Linked DNA regions of Zea mays: region 1 is linked to region 2. The links are chromatin contacts, called in public Hi-C maps. All regions are on one chromosome and are shown on one strand. The core of a region is the stretch at or near the end of the contact, and the rest is flanking DNA. Distances in the headings are between cores, read along the strand shown. Region 1 holds the start of LOC103643580 (phospholipid-transporting ATPase 3). Region 2 overlaps LOC103643579 (centromere protein O).

The links. A called contact is a pair of places that touch in the nucleus more often than the background predicts.
Region 1: a contact with region 2 is called in a Hi-C map of leaf, with 2.2 times the contacts expected there. The contact joins the promoter of LOC103643580 here to the enhancer-like site in region 2. A contact is called at or near these places in 5 of 25 Hi-C or Micro-C datasets (bundle sheath, ear, endosperm and 2 more).

The regions. Positions count from the first base shown.
Region 1 is chr1:247,720,170-247,725,174 of Zm-B73-REFERENCE-NAM-5.0, forward strand. It overlaps LOC103643580 (phospholipid-transporting ATPase 3), which reads left to right and starts at 1,617. Exons shown (of 27, transcript XM_008666748.4): 1 at 1,617-2,159; 2 at 3,142-3,207; 3 at 4,392-4,453; 4 at 4,551-4,632; 5 at 4,721-4,831; 6 at 4,974-5,005. The coding sequence starts at 1,935.
Region 2 is chr1:247,487,737-247,493,529 of Zm-B73-REFERENCE-NAM-5.0, forward strand. It overlaps LOC103643579 (centromere protein O), which reads left to right. Exons shown (of 13, transcript XM_008666747.4): 11 at 1,250-1,347; 12 at 1,573-1,763; 13 at 1,842-2,315. The coding sequence ends at 1,912. Among protein-coding and RNA genes, the nearest start is that of LOC109943517, 34 kb to the left of the region's middle. Within about 2 kb of position 2,070, at least 2 of the 20 cell types and tissues checked have an H3K27ac peak or open chromatin away from gene starts, as enhancers often do. A contact at or near this core is called in bundle sheath and leaf, where this site is marked.

The sequences.
Region 1 (5,005 bases), core at 367-2,866, 230 kb after region 2:
GTGAGCCGAAGAGCGTCCTATCAGTTGTAGAGTAGAAACAAATTCTACTGATACATAAAATAATTTCCTATCCTCCGTTCCATGAATTGGAGATAGACTTATATCCGAATTTTGGAAAGTGATGGAATGTTAAATTCCAAGCTAAATAGATTACTTTATTAAATAAATTTCAATTCCTACAAAATGAATAGATCCAAACGCGCCGTTATGGTAATCTTACTTGAAGGAAGAATTTGGCGATGTTCTGGATGAGTGTTGAAACATGACCTGGTCTGTTCCTTGCAGCCTTGCTTAGTGTAGTAAATCTCAATCAGGAAAGGCACCAATGTATTGTTGTCTTTATTTTTTTCAACCATGTTCAAATTCTGGCAATCCATGTGCCTTTTCTGTCTTCTACATTTTGGATTTGCGTTGCATTTTGGGCAGTTTGAATTGACGTGTACATGTTTTTCCTTTCCTTATTATGAAAAAAGGTTCTTTTGGCGGGGCAGATGTGTTTTCCCAGTGTTCCGTTAAAGTTTTTTTTTGTATTGTGGGGTGATTATTCTTTTTGCTATATTTTTTCATTTGCTGAAAAAGAACCGTTTTTTTCTCTAAGTTGGGTCACAGGTGACAGGTCACGCGCAAAACGTGTAGGTTTATTCACCTATCTCTACAGTGATGGTTATATATGTAAGCTAGATTTTAATCTACTACTAAAAAGCACCAGTTTCAATGATTGTCACGTGTCACATGCAAAACACGTAGATCTATTTCTCTCCTCTACCGGTAGGTCGTTGCCCTATTGATAAGTTGTAAAGGCCACTCAAGCTTCTATTAATGGGTCGTTACTTTGCATATGGACCGTGAGAAATCATCCAATAACATAAAGTCACACGCAACACAACACTTCCATGTCGTACCACTCAGCTAGCTAAAATGGGGCGAGCCACCAAGCGAGTTATAAAAAAGGGTTGAGACCCTTTTTAACTAATACGTTTCTATGTCTTTTGGCTTAGATAAAGTATAATATATGATGTTCGTTTTTATATAATCATTGTGCACTAAATTTTTGTCGAATATTATGTATACCATTGATTATTAACCGAGTTCAATGATGTGTAATACCGAATGTGCATAATGGAAATATTCTGAGAACCAAATTCTTGATAGAATTATTGAAATAAAAGGACAATGAATCCAAAGACAACATTCTAGAAGAATACAAGAAATTGTTAGACACATCAAAGTTTAGTTGTTGTTTAGATATACAATAGATGTGATTTTATTTGTAATGATATTCAATTTTTTTCTTAAACTTATTATCATTAATGCATAATCACTTCATTTTAATTTGCCGCTTAACAAGATTTCGGAGCTTATGATAAGAAACAAATATCAATTTTTTTGCATCTGCGTTGTCCTAATCAGTTTTGCCATGATTATCAATGTGTATTTATTTTATTGACTTTTAAATTTGTTGTATGGTTAGCATAAACACCTTAGGTTTTATTCGGTTATTCTCAATACACATGAATTAGATGAGATTAAAAAAAATTAAGAAGTTTAACTTATTTGAGATTAAAACTCATTCAATCTTTTAAAAAAATCATCCAATTCCTCACCTTCTCTGGGACGTTTCCTCCAACGTCTCCCCTCCCGGCGAAGGAAGGAAACGAGGCACGCCCTGACGCCCACGCGAAAGAAAGTTGACGCCCACGCCCCACGCGCCCAGGAACACCACCGGTGACGCGTGATCAGACTCGAGAACCAATCCCCCCCGACTCCCTAGCCGCCGCGCTAAAATCTACACAAAGCCTCGCAAATCTGGCCTGATCTCGCGCCCCCGATCTCGCGCTCGTTCGCAGCCCACCGGGAGGTCCTCCAGCCTCCCGCCAGATCTCAGCGTCGTTCGTTCGCTTTTAGATTTGGTGGGGTAAGGGAGGGGAGGCGGGATGAGCGCGCGGATAAAGGAGATGGTGCGTGTGGCCACGGCGCGGCTGGGCGGTGAGCAGGTGGGGGCTGGCGGGGTTTCCTCCTCGGGTATCGCGCGTCGGGAGTCCACGGCGCGGCTCGGCGGCGGGGGTACAAGCCTCCGGAGGCAGCCGCAGCCGATGGCGCCCTCCGTGCGCACCGTCTGCTGCAACGACCGCGAGGCCAACGCCCCTGTCGGGTACAAGGTACGCGCTTGCACCCCACCCCCTCCCCCGATTCTTTGACATTCGGTCTGGTCGGCCCGCCGGTTGGATCTCGGCGATGTCTTGTATCGTGTGGTTGCGTTCGAGCTTGGTGGTCTGGCGCGATAAGCTAGCTGGTCTGTCCTTCGCTTTGAGTGTTTAGGATCTCGCTTCACGAGGATTGTGTTGCCATCCAGCCGCGATTGCCCTGAGTTGATTGGAGCTTTGCCTGCAGCTTATACAGTTGGTTTTGGGAGATGTAATGGCAGATGCTTGATATGCTATTGCGGCATAAGTGGTACCCTGCTATATTGCCAGGGAGCAGTGAAGTTTAGACCTCCACAGTATTTCCTGAAGGCTTTTCATGCTTTAATTGTATCTTTGCGGATCATACTATGATCTGGTAACTGTAGTTTAATGTCAGTGGAACACAAACACATGAAAGTTGTTCTGAAACTTGTTTGATCTCACCCCTTTGCCATTGCAGTTTGTATTTGAATGGGTCCTATTGGTACTAACAGTATTTCCCCCTTCTCTTGCTATGCAAATCTTGTAGCTGTAGTATATTTAAGTGTATTTGCAAGAACTTTGGTGCATCACACTAATGACAGCCCCCCTTCTATTTTTGGTTTGTACCAGTTATTGATTATAGAGTTATTTGATGCTGATAGTCGAAACATCAAACTTTGTTATTTGATGCTATGCACTTAGATTTGTACTATGTCCAGTTAGTAGTTACACAGTAAAAACAATGTATCTAGAAAAGTTTAAACATCTTATAATTTGGAATGGAGGTAGTAGTTTGTTTGACAATGATGACTGATCTGTTTCTTTTTATTTTATTTTATGATATGATGCAATCTCCAAGAAAGCTGTCAATTCTGCAGAGTAAATCGGCAGGATATTACTTTTCCTTTTCACTGTTGCCATCTAATATTAGTTCCACGTCTAACATTCTTTTTCATGCTTTGTTCGTATGTCTCAGGGAAATTCTGTGTCGACTACAAAGTACAGCATCCTGACTTTCCTACCTAAAGGATTATTTGAGCAGGTATTAATACATTATTTTTTATTGTCACACATGTTATCAATCAAGCAATTTATTTAGATTCAGTATCTTTTATAGCATTTTATTTTGTAGCATTTTCTCTTCATTTTTAATGGAAAAGCTTTATTTGTGTCTGTCAAATTTCATATGTTCAATCGATTAAATTTGCTTTGCTCCCCTTTTCTGTTCCCCAAATACTATTTTGTTTTGACAAGAAATGTGGACTTATACTTAACTGAATGAAATACCTATGTTCATTTTTCTTTTGTGCAAACTGATCTCCTAGAATTGTTCTTTTTTCTGATTGCTTTATCTCTTAATTGGCTTAATAATGGATTGATGATATGTCTTCAGGGTCTTCAAATGTGACAGTGTATTTAAAATGTGATTCTGTTGTCTTTGCATATTGTGCACTGTCAAATTGTACTATCTTGGTTTATGTTAGTGCACATTGTGCTTTCAGTAGTTTAAGCTGCATTTTTTGCGACTTCTCATATATGGTAGCTTCCTTTTTTCCCACACTGGCAAAACTGAATTTCATTGCGATAGTAACAAAATTAGAGTTTAGTACGTAAAATTCAGAATGAAACACAAAACTAAATGGCCCACCCTGATACTGCTCACCTAGGGAACAGCCATCACGGTGTTACAGCCTACCCAAGAGCAGAATATTCCACGCCAATAAGACAAAAATGCAAACGAGGGCTCCAATTAGATGGCTCTCGGCCTTAACAGCACACAGGCTGAACTAACTGACGTCTCCTAGGCTTGACCAGCATACGGCACGATCTGTCTTTACTCTTGCGCCTGAGTCTTCATATCTTGCTGATGGAAGAGAAGAGCAATCATCTTGATGGTCTCTGCATCCTGAAGAACCTGCTTCTCCAGCTCCGACTTATGTAGCTCTGACCAATAAGTAAAAATGAGCACATCACACAGATAATCTCAATAGGAGATTTAATCCTCTTTTTGTCAAAGCAGACTGCGTTCCTAGTTCTCCAAATGGCCCAACATACAGCAGCGAGGCCCATAGCATAGTCTGGGTTACCATCTTGTGTTATTATTCATGTTCCCCATTAATCACTCACTAATGCAACAGAAATTAGAATGCTTTATCATCACCAAATAATGTAACAGTATTTGACCAGAAGAACCTTTTGTAATTCATTTGTCTTTTGTTTTGACAGTTCAGGCGGGTTGCAAATCTTTACTTTCTCATGATCTCTATCTTGTCTACTACACCTATCAGGTCTCTCTCTCTCATGTGCATCTTCCTACTTTAGAGTCAACTTGTTATTCATTGCTTTTTGTCAGCCTTAATTTTAACTTTGCACTTGTGCTTGCAGTCCAGTTCATCCTGTCACTAATGTCGTTCCTCTAAGTCTTGTGCTTCTGGTGTCTCTCATCAAGGAAGCTTTTGAGGATTGGGTTAGTATTGCTATTCACAATTTTGTTCTGTCATGCTTAAGTTAAGAGACCTGATGCCGCTCCTTTTCCTTTTCTGCTCTTTGTACAGAAGCGTTTCCAGAATGATATGTCAATTAACAATGCACATGTCGATGTATTGCAAGGTCAATGTTGGGAAAGTACTCCATGGAAACGACTGCAGGTTGGAGATATTGTGAGGGTAATGTCTTAAGTGCCTATTTAGTATCTTGTGAGTTGATCAACATATTCTATACTGAAAGTAATTGTCCTGATCTGTTTGTTGTGTAATGTTGAGATTTAATGGCATAAAAAATAATAGTGATGACACTTCTTTAGAGCAGATCAAGCAAGATGGTTATTTCCCTGCTGACTT
Region 2 (5,793 bases), core at 820-3,319:
GTCTGCTAGTGGTGTCCCATCCTTCGGACGAAGTTTTAAATGGAGATCCATCGGTGTTGCAACAGTGCGTGTATCAGTAATTCCAAAGCGATCAAGAAGATCTTGTATATATTTGGACTGAGACAGATAAAAGCCTTTTTGAGTCTGCTGAATTTCAATGTCCAAGAAATAGCTAAGCGGTCCCAAATCAGACATATGAAATTCCTTACTAAGATGCTGCTTGACATGAGAAATATGTTCTGAGTTGTCACCTGTAATCAGCATATCATCCACATATGCTGTGTTGGTCCCTTGAGATGCTGGCACATATGGTTGGAGCCCTCTACCTAGTACATCCGGTACTGGCACCACCGGCACGTGCATTCATCCATGACACGTTTTCAGGCGTGGCAAACCTGGAGCACGTCTCGTCCACAGCGGTTTGACAACATCATCCTCGGCATCAACTTCTTCCTCTACGACTGCCTCGACTGTGTCGTCGTCTTCGTCTATGGTGCCCTCCTACGCCACCATCACCCTGGCGCCTCCTGGCGCGCCGCAGGCCTTCCCACGTGCTACGCCTGCGCCCGCGACTTGTGCGGCTTATCTTCTTCGGCGTCCTCGACGGCTACATCGACCACAGCTACCCGACACACAACACCTCGACAACGGCTCGACGCCCTTGCACTCGACTACCTCGACATTTTCGGCACAAAGGGCTATCATCTGCATGGGCTACTCCAGTCGCAGCATTCGCACCAGCATTCCGACTGTGGGGGGATATCTCCATTATTCTCGAGTCTGTCCGTTCGTGTTGCTGACACTACGACTGCGGGGGGATGTTAGAGTATATTAGACAACTCTTGATATGGTTGGTTTAGGATTGATTGTAATCCTGGGATAACCTTCTTTATATCTAGGATAACCTTGCTTATCTCTAGGATATGCTTCTTGCCCTCCAAGTCATGTACTCCTATATATTCTCCCTAGAGGCTTAATGCAATACATCCCACACATTATACACATTCTCTCCTTCAGGTTCTGGTCCAGTATCTGAAATTGCAACCCTGAGTATTATAAAAGAATTGATATATGAGTCATGACATTTTTCTTTTTAATGAGTGTGCCTTCTATCATTGGCCAATCAATTGTTGAGGCACTTGTAGCTTTAAAGATTGGAGCTAAGGGTCAAATGTGGAATCTGGAGACAGATGGGTCATACAGTCTTTGATGGTACATCGCTAATTATAGTTTTTATTTCATGTTCAAGGTTCGTCTTATCAAGGAGCTCTACGGGAACCAAATTGGCGAGCTGTTCCATAGTCTTCCTTATAATATGATAGAGTTTGTATTGGAGGATTTTGAGTGGTAAGGATAATATTTAATTACTGCTAATGCTTGGATTGCATCAATAAGTTCTGTTTTGTTGCTAGTACACTCCCTCATAGAATATGTACACCTAGTGCAGCCTTCTATTTTTGTTATCTTGCAGCGTGCATGCTGAATATCGCATACTGATTTTAAGCTGCTAATATGCATAAGTAGCTTGTTGCACATTTTGTAGAGATTGATCTGTTTGCCACTTATAAGCAGCAAGGTTACAATCAGTATCCGATATTCGGATCTACTGCAGACCCTGCCGAGTCAGGCAAGGGTCTTGGCTTGGCCACTTCGCTCGGCCAAGAAAATATCTACAAGAAGCAGCAGTGCATCAGCTGCGCAACCAGTACCCTTTCACCTTTCATATGCCGAGGAAGCACTCAAAACCTTGTGTCTACCAGAAGGTGCTTCCTGTCACCTTGGCTTACAGCATACATGGCTTTGTGCTGAATTGATCTGTTTCTCCCTGTTCTGTGTTTCAGCATACGCAGACATTGTGCTGGAGCTACCCCATGCTTTGAAGAGGATTTTATCCTCTCGGGACAGTGACTAAATCGTGACCTCAAGATGTCCAGTTTTGTTGTGCATAAGATTCACATCTCAATCGTGGGGCATGTTTTTGAAGATATTGTTCAGAATCTTGTGGTAGTATAGCCTGCAGTTGTGGACTGCAATTCCTGTGAAAGCAAGGCAGACATTTGCGTGGGCCGCTCGAAATATTCCGGCTACAGTTCCTGTTAAAAGAATCAAAATCCTAGGAAGGCCTTATGGTCGAGGCATAATCTTGCCAACTGCTGTCCTTGTCCTTGATGTGTGCTCCTTTTTTTTCTCCACTCTGGCTATGTTTGTTTCCTTTTAGAATTATACTAGCGCGTTACGCGCGCCTGCACGCGCGTGTTGACAAACCTATTTTATTTCAAATATCAAGTATCTAAGAAGACATGCTAAAATTTCAACAATATTTTTGGTACCAATAGCAGTAGTAATACAAACTTAGATTACAATACATAGCAAGTTGCATTAAAGTAGCATACTTCAGTGTCCAGCAATAGTGTCCGTAAAGTTTGCATAGACAAAATAGTTTTAGGAAGACTTTAACAATAGAGTCATATGTATACAAAAGTCTACTGACCAAAAATGATGAAGCCTTTCTTGTATAGACACAGCTTTAGGAAGGCATCAACATCAGTTTTATATGTACATAAAAGTCTCGTGACCAAAAGTGATGGAGCCTCTTATATGTTTGCAAATTTTTTTTACCTATATACAAATGAGAGGAGTATGTTAGCATAGACAACATCAAAGAGCTCAATGCGATATCACGATCATAAAAGAAATAATATTCTTTCAAAGGAGAGAAACAATAACACATAACATGTTTATTTTATCTTTCCCTCTAATCACGACAAGCAGGTACTATGTCTATTAACACAACAAGCCATGTTGTCTCCAAGATCTCAAGTTACAAAAACTTAATTGAAAACTTGAAGTGCTTCTCGAATAAGGTACATCAAGAGGCTAACATTTTAACACACTGTTATGACAATAGCTAAGGAAAGAGTAGTATACAAGCAGGTTTATTAAGAACACTGGCAACTGCATCTTGGTAATGTTTGAAGAAAAGGTTCAAAGCATTCAAATAAAATTATGTAATGTTTGAAGAAAAGGTTCAAAGCATTCAAATAAAAATTATGAATGACAGGATAACTTTAAAGAAATAAGTTGTTGGAGTGAGTAAGTTTGGTAAGCAAAAAAATTTAGCATTCCATAGATCAAATTGTAAAGCCAAAATAAAAGTAAGTTTGGTCCAAAGCATTAAAATAGAAATCATGTATTTTGTTTATGTATTTATTTTATATTCTTCTTTTTTTTGTCAAAGTGTAAAGTATATTTTTAAAATGAAACATGAGTATGGAACTGTTTTTATTTTTTTGTGTATTTGTGTTGCACTTATTCTCTTTTTTCTTAAGCTATTTTTGATAAGGAGATTAGAATACACAATGCAGACTATGGGTTCGGCCAGGCAAGTCCGCGAAATATGCATATAGGTTTCTAGACAAAGCTAGAAGTAGCAGCTGTAATTATTAGTAATACATTATTTTGGGTTATGGTTGTTGATTTGTGGAAACAAATTATCATGATACTTAAATATGGAATTTTTTTGTCAGACACAATGTAGTTTTGTCTGTTGTAATGGGGAAAAAGGAAAATGAGGGTGCGAGGTTTGTGTACAAAGGATCCTGAATGGTGCAAATCTTGATGTATTTCAGGATGGTCTAACTGTCGTCATTCTTGGAACATGTAGAATCTGGCATGGCTTTGCTAACCTCGGTGTGCTTTATCCTGCATGTAGTGTATTATATTAATATGGAATAGAAGTTGTAGTTGTAAACTTAAAAAGCATGCTTTGTTTTCATTTTATAACTAATGTCTTTCCATACATACTTTTTTGGTGGTGATGACAATTAATGGTTGGTAAGCTGATATGTATATTGTCAACGTTCAGTGATTAAAAGAAAAGGTGTTAGTTAACTTAGATGGTCCAAAGTGAGAGAGCATTTTTATACTAACAAATGTACATATGCTTAACTGGTTAAGCATTGTTCTTGTTACCATCTGTTTTTGATAACTTAACAGTAAAGAAAATACCTATCTGTGCCTATGTACATAAGTCAATATTATAAGTACATGTAAATTACCTCTGAGCGTACCTTTGAGTGTTTCAATAAAATCTGTGTTGAAGTGACCACACTGTAATGTTGAGGCCTGTTGAGAGGATGCACATGCACCTAATATAGTGTATTCCTTTTCTCAGCACTAGGTAGCTACGCAATCTTTTTTTTTAAAAAGGTGGATGATCATGCTACTTGAGGATGTTAACCTTCGCTCGTTCAACAATTGCCTACGTATGCGACGAGCTTCCACAGGAGGTACAGACGATGGGGCACAACATTGTACAGACGATGGGGCACAACATGTACTGATTTGTTCTGCCATGATGAATTTATAATGAGCATAACAATCCATGGGTGATACGTTTGTTTTCCGTTTAGACCCAGGTGATGTGTGTAAGCAGGGTACGAAGACGCTTACTCCTCTTTTTGTGATGTCTGGAGTAACACGTTCCATTTCGGTTCAGCGATATAAGTTGACATATCAATAATTTAGCAACTTGAAACGTTTCACGTTTTGAACCTGTGTTTTTCTAAGAATACGTAAGTACATTGCATAGTTCGATACGGTAGTCACACATTCATTTGTTTACTTATACCAGTTATGCTACCATTTAAGTTTATATATATATATATATATATATATATATATATATATATATATATATATATATATATATATATATATATATATATATATATATATGGCAGTGTCTAACATATCGAGGATATGTATCTCTATAGCTAGTTATTTACCTAGATCAACTATACAATGATCTTTCGGTATATAAATATATATTGATGTACTAGCAAAACGAGGAACACATGCAATGTTTCACAATTTAAACGAAAAAAAATGAAATCTCAATTCTACATATGTGCATGAACTGGTAGATCAAGTAACATCGATGGTGACGGATCAAAGTGTGTACGAAATACCTGGCTGATGAAGTCACTGAGCTCTAGGGGTATTACTCCATGTGGTTCGGCCCAAAAAATCAGAAATGAGAACCTAAAAACACGTGGAGTACATAAACTCAGTAAAAAAGATACATGTGTATAAATAATCATAAACTACGTAATGGTAGTGTAGAGTTGTAACCTATAGACAGTTTACATATTTACAAATAATAAAGATGAAAATTAAGCCAACAAAATGAAACCTTAACTAAACAATTGTGTATTAATTAATTGGTAGAACAAACAACATCAACAGATGATAGATTTAAGTGTCTATACTAAGTACCTGGTTGATGCAGTCAATGATTTCTGGAGGTATTACGCCACGTGGTTTGATTAAAAAATTGTGGAAATAAAGAGAACCTAAACATGTGGAGTAAATAAACCCAGTAAACAAAAATGTAATTGTAAAAAAATAACACATTATGTAAGGGTAGTATAGATTTCAAAAATGAGGCCAACGTACTGAAATCGCAAATATACATTTGAATAAGAGATGTAGTTATGTTAACATTCTGACATGTAAAAGATATCTGCTTTGAGCATCACTAAATCTTCGATAAGGGCAATTGAAGCTGTAGCTACTCTGCCTACCAAAAACAAGCCTAACCTTTGTGCTTCAGACTTTGATCGTCCCATTGTAATGCAGATAGGAATATATTTAGACCATATCATTGTTCTCATATTATATATACCATTAGTCTCTACAACATGTCCTATACCATTGCCATGTGTATACAATTTGTTTGATGCATCGAATAAAAGTTTCTTACTGTTTTCCGTATGTAAGCTAATGATAAGG